Regions from separate parts of the Hordeum vulgare genome. Here region 1 is linked to region 2. A link is a contact called in public Hi-C data. All regions are on one chromosome and are shown on one strand. The core of a region is the stretch at or near the end of the contact, and the rest is flanking DNA. Distances in the headings are between cores, read along the strand shown.

Evidence for each region. Hi-C and Micro-C count contacts between places; a contact is called where the count stands out from the background.
Region 1: a Hi-C map of leaf shows a contact between it and region 2, with 2.1 times the contacts expected there. The contact joins the enhancer-like site here to the promoter of LOC123427740 in region 2. A contact is called at or near these places in 4 of 6 Hi-C or Micro-C datasets (leaf, seedling and an unstated tissue).

The regions. Positions count from the first base shown.
Region 1 is chr1H:157,970,855-157,975,193 of MorexV3_pseudomolecules_assembly, reverse strand. No RefSeq gene overlaps it. Among protein-coding and RNA genes, the nearest start is that of LOC123427766, 100 kb to the right of the region's middle. Within about 2 kb of position 3,088, at least 3 of the 3 cell types and tissues checked have open chromatin away from gene starts, as enhancers often do. A contact at or near this core is called in leaf and seedling, where this site is marked.
Region 2 is chr1H:157,859,137-157,864,081 of MorexV3_pseudomolecules_assembly, reverse strand. It overlaps LOC123427740 (probable ubiquitin-conjugating enzyme E2 25), which reads left to right and starts at 3,334. Exons shown (of 7, transcript XM_045111869.1): 1 at 3,334-3,443; 2 at 3,534-3,627. The coding sequence starts at 3,430. It also overlaps the pseudogene LOC123427757.

The sequences.
Region 1 (4,339 bases), core at 1,839-4,338, 110 kb before region 2:
ACAGTCACGGTTATGCACATAGTTCGAAGGTTTTAGTTAAGTTTACTTCAAGTTTGCTATGACCGGGTGTTAAACAAAGTTTCGAAGTTTGCAACATAACCGCGGGCACGGCTTTCTAAAATATTTTACCCTGTAGGGTGCTCCAACTAGTCCATCACAAACTACCACAGTCTGTGTCGGACACCTCGACCGCAAAAAACCGTGATCTACTCAGATTGCTGGTGGAAAACCTCAACCTCGAGATAGCCCAAAGTATCCTCGGAATACCTCGCACAAGACATTCGAGAAAGGTAAAAAAATCCAGCAAGGCCGCCCGGCGTGTTGACCATCCCGATAGGAGCAGCGTATCTCGTTCTCTGGACACGACAGATTGTCCAAATTTCTAGTAGGCCAATAACAGAGTTGCCCGTGGTAGCCAGCGACGGTTGACAGGTTGGACTAACACTCATGCGAAGCGCTGGCCGGTGGTTCATTAATTATCCACGGGGTTCGGAAATTCCCTATGCAATTTTTTTAGGTTGTTAGGCAAATGTAGTACCAATGTTGAGCCTTGCCAGATGAATATTATCCCAAAACGATAATCTATGGGTCCCATAACTACCCCAAGCATGTTAGGAGCGATCAATTATCGAGCATAACACCGGTGCACAAGTAGCTAGGGCGGTAAAGGTGGAACAAAACACCAGGCTAAAAGGCCAAGCCTTCCACCTTTTATCAAGTATATAGGTGCATTAAATTAAATAGCAATAATATGGTGATATAACAAGGAACCCATGTTTTTACATGGAAGCAACTTCACTTTGCAACTAGCAATGTTATAAGAAGGCTGAGCAAGCGGTAACGTAGCCAAACAGTGTTGTGCTGGGATGTGTAGGGGTTAGAGGTTTTCATGGCAATGTTGGGAGGCTTATTAAACATGTGGTAGGCAGCAAGACATAGTGAAAGAAACGAGACAACTAGCATGACAATGATAGTAATGGTATCTAGCGAAATGGTCATCTTGCATGTAATCCCGCTAGGAAGAAGAACGAATCCGTGAAGTAGATGAACCAGCGTAGTTGAACAAATCCTCACACTCCTAAGCGGTTCGGAACTGTATCGAGAAGAAACAATCCGGAACAACAATCAACACGCGATAACACCACACATATTCATGACAAGATGCACAATCAAATATGATGCATGTTCGGTTTAATTATGCAAGGCATGACAACCACCACAATCAAATGCTACACATTAAGTGAAGCTCAATATGCAACGAGTTGCGTATTGTCGAAGCTCCACGTTCAAATACTTAGTTCACTCTCGTTTAGGTACTCATCAATGTTAATGTTGTTTAGCATGGCAAGCAGTGAAGCATAAATAAACTATCTAGTAAGGCATTTTAAATTAGGTGGGAAACAACTTATGGTATTTTCGGTATGACCCCATGTGTTAATTTTAAAATCTGTCTATATCTGAACTAAACACATTTTATGTTTATTAAACAGCAAAATAAAGTGGATCATGTGATTCTACACGTCATTCTAGCCGATTTACATATATAGATTACCTAAAACGGAGCTATTGTTTAAAAGATATGACCAACACAACATGATATACATGAATGCATAATGCATGCAAATGAGACCCACAACATGGTAAATCATGCACTCACAAGATATTATGAAGCTACATGATATTCTACACAAGTTTAAATGAGATCGGAATAACAAATAACAATTCCGGGAAGTCCCCACATGCAAATTAAGATTCGATATTGTTATGCCTATAATAAAATTTTAGAGTTATTAAACAAAAAAATAAAGGCTACCATGTTATTTTACATATTTTTCTAACCAAGTTATATATGTGGGACATTTTAATCGGAGATACGGTTAATCACATATGAGACAAACCGTTTTAACATGACATGTACGCAAATTTAATTAAACATCATGTTTAAACATTTGAAACACATGAGAGAGTTGGATATTGTGAATCTACATGAAATTTTAAGCATTTTTCATGTTGGCGTTATTTTAATCCGATGCACGATTAATTTGCTATGCATTAAATCATTTTAATATGGCATCACGTAAATCAATGCAAACAGTAGGTCAAACAACTTTAAACATGCATGAAATTTGGAAATTATTAATCAACATAAATTTTTAGTCATTTTACATAGCTAGAATATTTTCATACGATGCACGATTATTTAGTTATTAGCAATTTAAAATTATGCAATAATATGCAATTATGCAATATCCTGAAAATTAGACAATTTCACATGTGGAAAAAGACATGGCACGGGCCTAATCTGCACAGAGTTGGGTCAACACGGCAGGTCGTTGGATAAACAAAATGTGCATGGGCGAGGCATAGAGGGGAGCTCACCCTAGGCCAGATCTAGCCTGGACGAGCTGGGCTAGCTCGCTGGGCTTGGGGTCGACTCGGCTGCGCGGGCAGGCCGTCCGATGCGGCCCCGACGGCTGGCGGCCCACAACGCGGGCAAGGCTGGCCCGATGCTATGCTCCCTCCTCAAATAGGTCTAATGGATAAGCTACATAACAGACCATTGGCTGTCTTCCCCAGCAACAGGCTCGCACGAGCGAGCGCTCGCAAGGACCGGTGGCGCGGTCAACGGCGCCGGCGGCGGCTTGGCGCGACGACGAGGCGCGGAGGAGGCCTGGGACACGCGGATCCGGCGGGGAACGGGCCGATCCCGAGGTGGAGCTGCCGGATCCGGCGAGACCCGGCGACGACGAGGCGGGGAGGACAATCCATGGCGGCTGATTCCTGCGAGCGGAGAGGAGAGAAATGGGGTCACGGAGAGGGGGAGAGAGCTCGGAAGAAGAGAGACGGGCGCGGGCGATCGGATCCGGCTCGGGGAGGGTCCGACGACCGGCTATGGGGCGGCGACTTGCAGCGCAGGCGGCGGCGCGGGGCTCCGATGAGGCAGGTGAACGCAGGGCACCAGGGAGGCGCAGGAGCACGCGCGGGGCGTGCAAGGCGTGGGGCCCGCGGGCCATGGCGGGCCTGCTGCGGGCCGTGGCAGGCCGCAGTGGCTGGGGCGGCGCCAGGGCTGATGTGGGACCCTTCAGTTGGCCACAGAGGCGACTACAACGACGCCAAGTGGCCAAGGGGAAGTGGGCGGCACCGGATTTCAAGGAGAGGGGCTGGGAAGGCCAAAAATGGACGTTGGGGTTGCCTATAAATAGCAGGGAGGCTAGGGTTTGGTTTTTTGCATCGTTTTTGAATCGTTTGATCACGATCGAACGGTTCGGAAGCGGAGGGGTGGCTAGGTGGGCTATGATGGATTAGGTTGGGCTGTGTAGATGGGTTAGGCGGGATGAGAGGAAAGTTTTGCAGCCCGACACAAAGTTTATAAAATCAAAAAACGTCCGTTAATAAACCGGCTCTAGTGTCTCTCTAGGTTTAATGGTTCGGATAAGAAACAAACTACGAATGCGACGAAATTTGGCACGCGACCTACCTATACTATGATAAAGACCGCACTTCAAGTTTCAACCCAATCTGAAAAAGTTTCATACATAATTTTAAAAACAAATATTTTAACGATGTTACGGGCGCGTGCGTGTGTGGTTGGTCTTGAAACGGTCAACGACAAAATGGATAGAACCAACAACTAATAACAGATGCAAGTTTTGAAAAATGAAGGCAACAAAGTGTCGACCCAATGCGGATGATGCGCATAATGCGATGATAAATGCGACGAACAAAATAATCACACAGCGACAACGGAATAAAAGGGGAATCTGCTGGAGCATCGCTTCCGGGTTGTTACATGCACTGCGACAGGGGCGGTGCATCGGGCCGTGATGATGCACGTGCGGCGGCGGCTAGGCTTCGAGGCGAGGGGAATCATGGTTTGGGCGAGGTTGGTGTTAGCGTACCTGACATGGGGGATCCAGAGGGCAATGAAAACCCCTAATCCAACACTGCCGAACCACCTGTGCAGCCCAGACGGCCCAACCCCTACTACCACGGGCCGGCTTGGGCCAGCTGAAGCTAGCCGCGGCAGTACTTGAAGCCACGCGCACAGAGGGGAACGACATCCAGTGGATCATGGAGCCGACGGCGATGGCTACCTGTTCTTCCTCCTACCAGCGATCCCCTTTCCCAATTCATGTAATCCGGTTGTAATCGCTACCTATGACTCGAATTCGTGAGCTCAATTAGTAGATCGAGTGTATCCACCACTCGTTCCCTAACATCTGGTATCAAAGCCAGGTGGGTAGGCAGGTAGGCCATGATGTTGCGTCCACTATTTGTGAGTCCATGAATAACATTCAGCTACAAGGTCTGTGCAGCAAATGGAGTTTCCTGGGTCTCG
Region 2 (4,945 bases), core at 2,085-4,584:
CTGTTGTAAATCATCGGGTGGGTGGCGACACTCCATGTTTGAATACATACCTGAACATGGTGAGATAAAATGGTTTTATTTTTGTGATGAGATCATTTTGTCGACAGACTCATAAGTCATGATACAACCTTAGTGTCATGTTATACAAATTTCCAAAATACCGAATAGCTTCCGTGATCAAATCTGGAGCAAAGGAAAGAGAGGATGCACACAGCTCATTATGCAAAACATGATCGATAGACGTACAATGATAGTCATCCACCCTCCCCAAAGTAAGTAGGGAGTTAGCATAAATAGCTAGTTATTGATATAATTTAGCTAATCTAGTCACCATAAGTAAGAACAATATTCTTCCGCGGTAATAACACAAGCTCAATTGCAGCTGAAACAGAGCCGACACATCAGAGGCCAGATCAAACAATTTGATGGTGATGCTATTTAGAGCGAGTGTTTTTCCTGTAGAATACATGAGTCATTTGGAGCGAAATTTGAGGACGCCTGCACACTGTACTATTTTCTGATGTATTGTATCAATATCATGGAGCTGCCTATAATGATGCTTCTGTCAATTAATTCACTGGATAGATGTACAGCACAACAACCTCGGCGCATAATTAAAATATTGTTAAGGCAGTCTACCCAGTGAGATTAATACACTATCTACCTAGGACACAGGAACGAGGAATGAAGTACACCATGGAGGGGTTTCCCTCTAAAATAATCTTGCAACACAAACAAATGAAAGATGCTTTATCTTAAGCAGAACCCACAAAATTTATCAGGGGTGAGAACAACTCTAATTTGGATGAAACTTTTGTCAATTTTTATGTACAAGTTACTGCTAGAATACAGCAGCAGATCCCTGATGAACAACTGAAAGAAAACTACACCCAAAGCCACCATTGGCGTTTCGCCCCACCACCAGCCCCAGCCCAACATCAACTCAGGCAATACAGTCGCTAATCGCTGGTAACACAAACGAATCTACAACCAAATCAACCAAAACGGGGTTCACTTCTTTGAAATCCCCACCCCAATCCAACATTCCAAGGATTAACACGCCGCAATACAGGCGAGACCGCACAAATAGGATCAACGGACAGCTAGGACTCCGTCGACGGGCACTACTTGGAGGGAGTTGGCCTTGACGTAGTCCCACACGATCTCGAGGACGCCGGAGCAGGAGATGTTGGGGGCGTCGCCGAATTTGCTCAGGGTATCGGACACCGGCACCGGCCGCATGATCCCGCGGAGGTTGTTCGGATCGACCGGGCCCTTCTTCTTGACCGCCTTGGGTTTCACGGCGTCCGTTCCGCCTCCCTTCGCCGCCGCCGCTGCAGGCTTCTTGCGTCAGCCGCCGCCGCCGAGGACATGAAGGACCGGCACCCACGGAGCACCGTGTACGCCGCCGTCGACATCGCCGTGGGATGGGTGGGTGGGTCGCTCCGCTTCGCCGGGGAGTGGGGGGAAACATTTTGTCAGATCCAGTTAAAGGGACTGCGGGTTGAATGTCATAAATAGCAAGGGCTTTTTTGTAAAATCATCACGGCGGGTTTTCCGACAGAAACAATAGCCTCTTTATTATTAGGTAAAGATAAAGATTCCTTCCTTTGTTTTTTTCCTTTCTTCCTTTTTCCTTTTTTGTCGTTTCTGTTTTTTTCTCTTTCCTTTTTTTCCTTCTTCTTTCTCGTATGATGATTTTGTTTCAAATTCATGATTTTTTCTTTAAAATTGATGATTTTTTTTTTCAAATTTGATGTACGTTTTTTCAAATTCGATGATTTGTTTTCGTAAATTTTGAAGATTTTTTTCCAAACTTGATGAACTATTTTCAAATTGCATGAAATTTTGAAAATCATTTTTTTAGTTTCGTTGAACATTTTTCAAGTTCGATGAACTTTTTCCAAATTCGATGAACTTTTTTTCAAATTCGGTGAACTATTTTCAGATCCGAAGAACTTTTTTAATCCATTATTTTTGTCAATGTTGATGAATTTTTTCAAAATTGTTTGACTTTATTCAAATTTGATGAGTTATTATACAAATTTGGTGAACCTTTTCTCAAATCAGATGAACTTTTTTCAAATTCATTGATTGTTTTGTCGAAAATACATGAACATTTTTCAAATTCAATGAACCTTTTTTCAAACTTGATGAACTATTTTCAATTTTGATAATTTTTTTTAAAAATCAGTTTTTTTATTCCACTGAATATTTGTCAGGTTCGATGAACTTTTTCAAATTTGATAATCTTTTTTCAAATTTGATGAACTATTTTTAGATCCGATGAACTTTTTAAAAATCCATTAACTTTTCAAAACTTTTTCCATTATTTTAAAATTTGTGAACTTTTTCTAAATCTATGAACGTTTTTTGAAATCAGTTAACTTATTTGAAAATCGGGGAACATATTTTAAAATTCGTGAATTTTTTTCAAAATCAATGAACTGTTTTTGCTCAAATTCGATGAACTTTTACATTTTCATTTTTTTAAAAATTGATGAACTTTTTTAAAATCTGTTGAACTTTTTTTTATTCAAATTTGATTAACTTTTTTCTTCAAATTTGATGAACTTTTTTCTTCAAATTCGATATTTTTTATAAATTTTGTGAAGTTTTTTAAATTTGATGTTTTTTGACTAAATTTGTCAGTGTTTTGAAGTTTGTAAACGTCTTTTGGAAATTCATGAATATTTTTGAATTCATGATTTTTTTTTAATCCAACAGTTGACTGGTTAAAGGTTGATGGTTCAACCGTGACTGAAAAAGTAACAAATGAATCAGGGAGGTTACAGAGCGATCGAGCAGTGGAGCGAGCGAGCACCCGCGTTGGGCCGGCCCAAGTTCGAGGCGCTTAAAGCGCCACTATCCCGTACCGGCGCTGAAAGAGGGGACCTCCTATGCGCCGCTCGTTACGGCCAACGGCCGAGCGGATGCATAGGGGGTCGCCCGACTGGGCCGGCCCAGAAAAAAAAAGGAAAAAACCCGGTTCAAGAACCTTCTAGATGGCCCTTCGCACAGAGGGGCAACCTGAAAGCACGAGCAGCTCCCCTCGGTAGGCCTATCCTCATACCACTCTCTCACTGACCTCGGGCCCGAACCCGGACTCCGGCCTTGGCTTCCCCGCGCGTGGGTCGCTTTCTCGGTGGCCGTAGCCCGCCTCCCAGGCCCGGTAGTAGTCGTCGCCGCACGGAAACAAAAATAAAAAGGAAAAGGCCCCCTTCACGCGTGGGCCACCGGCGTGTGATCTCACTGCCGGCTGGTCCCGCAAGGAGCTCGCGTCATCGACGGTCGGTGGCGGCACACGACTAATGTTACTCTGCGTCCGCCCCTGCGCACCGCTACGCGCACAACGCCCTCGCCCTCGTCCGCGCACCCCCCACTCGGCCCCTCCCCCGCCACTTGCCGTGACACCCATTGGACCTCGCCATGGACGCCTCCGAGTGCGCCCCCCCCCCCCCCCCCCCTTCGAAGAATCAGCCGTCGATTGTGTTTCCAAGCAGTTTTTTGATCGGCTCCATGATCCATCCCAGGTACCCGCACATGCAAGGGGGCGCGTCGTCTTGCCGTGCCGCCGACGCCGCCGCCTGGGACGCCGTGCAGCAGCAGAAACGCCAGCGCTGCCAGGTACTAGTCGTAGCGCGACCTCGGCGTCTCCGCAAATTCCGTCCGTAACCTCCCTTCTTCTGGTTCGCTACCCGAGCGGTTTCCGTGCAATCCGATGTTGCGGCCGTTGCCTTGTTGCGGAGCGTGACACGAGGGTTTTGACCTACTTGGGTGTGATTGTATTTTTTAATAATTAAATAATAATTCAGTTTTTTCTTGTGGTTTAGGTTTGTGGATTTGGGGCGTGCTTTTGATTTTGAAGTGGAAAATATCTTAATAGCATATAAGGGTAGTAGGGTTTGCCGGACAATTTTGTATTTAGGTTTCTGGAGATTGATTGTGGTAGGATTGGGGTTTCCTGGGCACTTGAATTAACATTCTATGGGTTTACAGTAAAATGTTTTTTATTTACCGTTTTTTTTGTGGGTCTGTGGGCCTGTAGAGACTAGAAATAATATCTGGTGTTTCTTTGTAGTTTCGTTGTGTTCGTAGAATTGCGGTCTGTGCTTGTATATGTTGTTTGCCGAAGTTTTGATCTTGTAAATCTTGTTTACACACGGATGAGTACATAAATATACATGGTAATGAAAACTGCAAGGTATACATTCTAGCATATTCAATCGATGGCGTGTCTCTAGAATGTCCATGTATTGCTAATAAGCTTGAAACATTTGTTTGACCATGGAAGTGTCTGTGTGGCTAATCTAGCTACCTCGAGCATCTCACTCATATTTTATACTCCCTCCGTTCCTAAATATAAGACCTTTTAGACATTGCACTATGAACTACATAAGGATGTACATAGACATATTTTAGAATATAGATTCACTCATTTTGCCCCGTATGTAGTCTTCTAGTGAAATCTCTAAAAGGTCTTATATTTTGGAACGGAGGGAGTATAATCTTATGACTGTATCGCCATGATAGGTGTCTCTTAAATTCGTTATGCGTGAATTTTGATGCTCTAGTGGTAAGCTGGTAGGAGTTTGAGCAGTTGTACACATGAACTTTTAGCAGAGCATGCAGGTGTGTGAGCTATAGAGGTATGATTTTTTTGGGGGCCAGTGATCTAGCAACGCAAGACACTTGTGGCAGGCCACAACGTCTCATGTTGAACGTGAGGGCAATTCCCCTTGGGATATTCTAGTACCATTGTGGAAATGAGAAGGTTTTGGAGTATCATGGTTTCCGTAGCACTTTTTAGATTTATGTGTTAATTATTACTGAATAAATTTTCGCATGTTTGAACTTTGTGCCTCTCTGATTCACAGGATTTGCAAAATGTGGGAATAGAAAAACACAGGAATAGAGTGGCATGCCACTGTATTTGCCAAAGCAC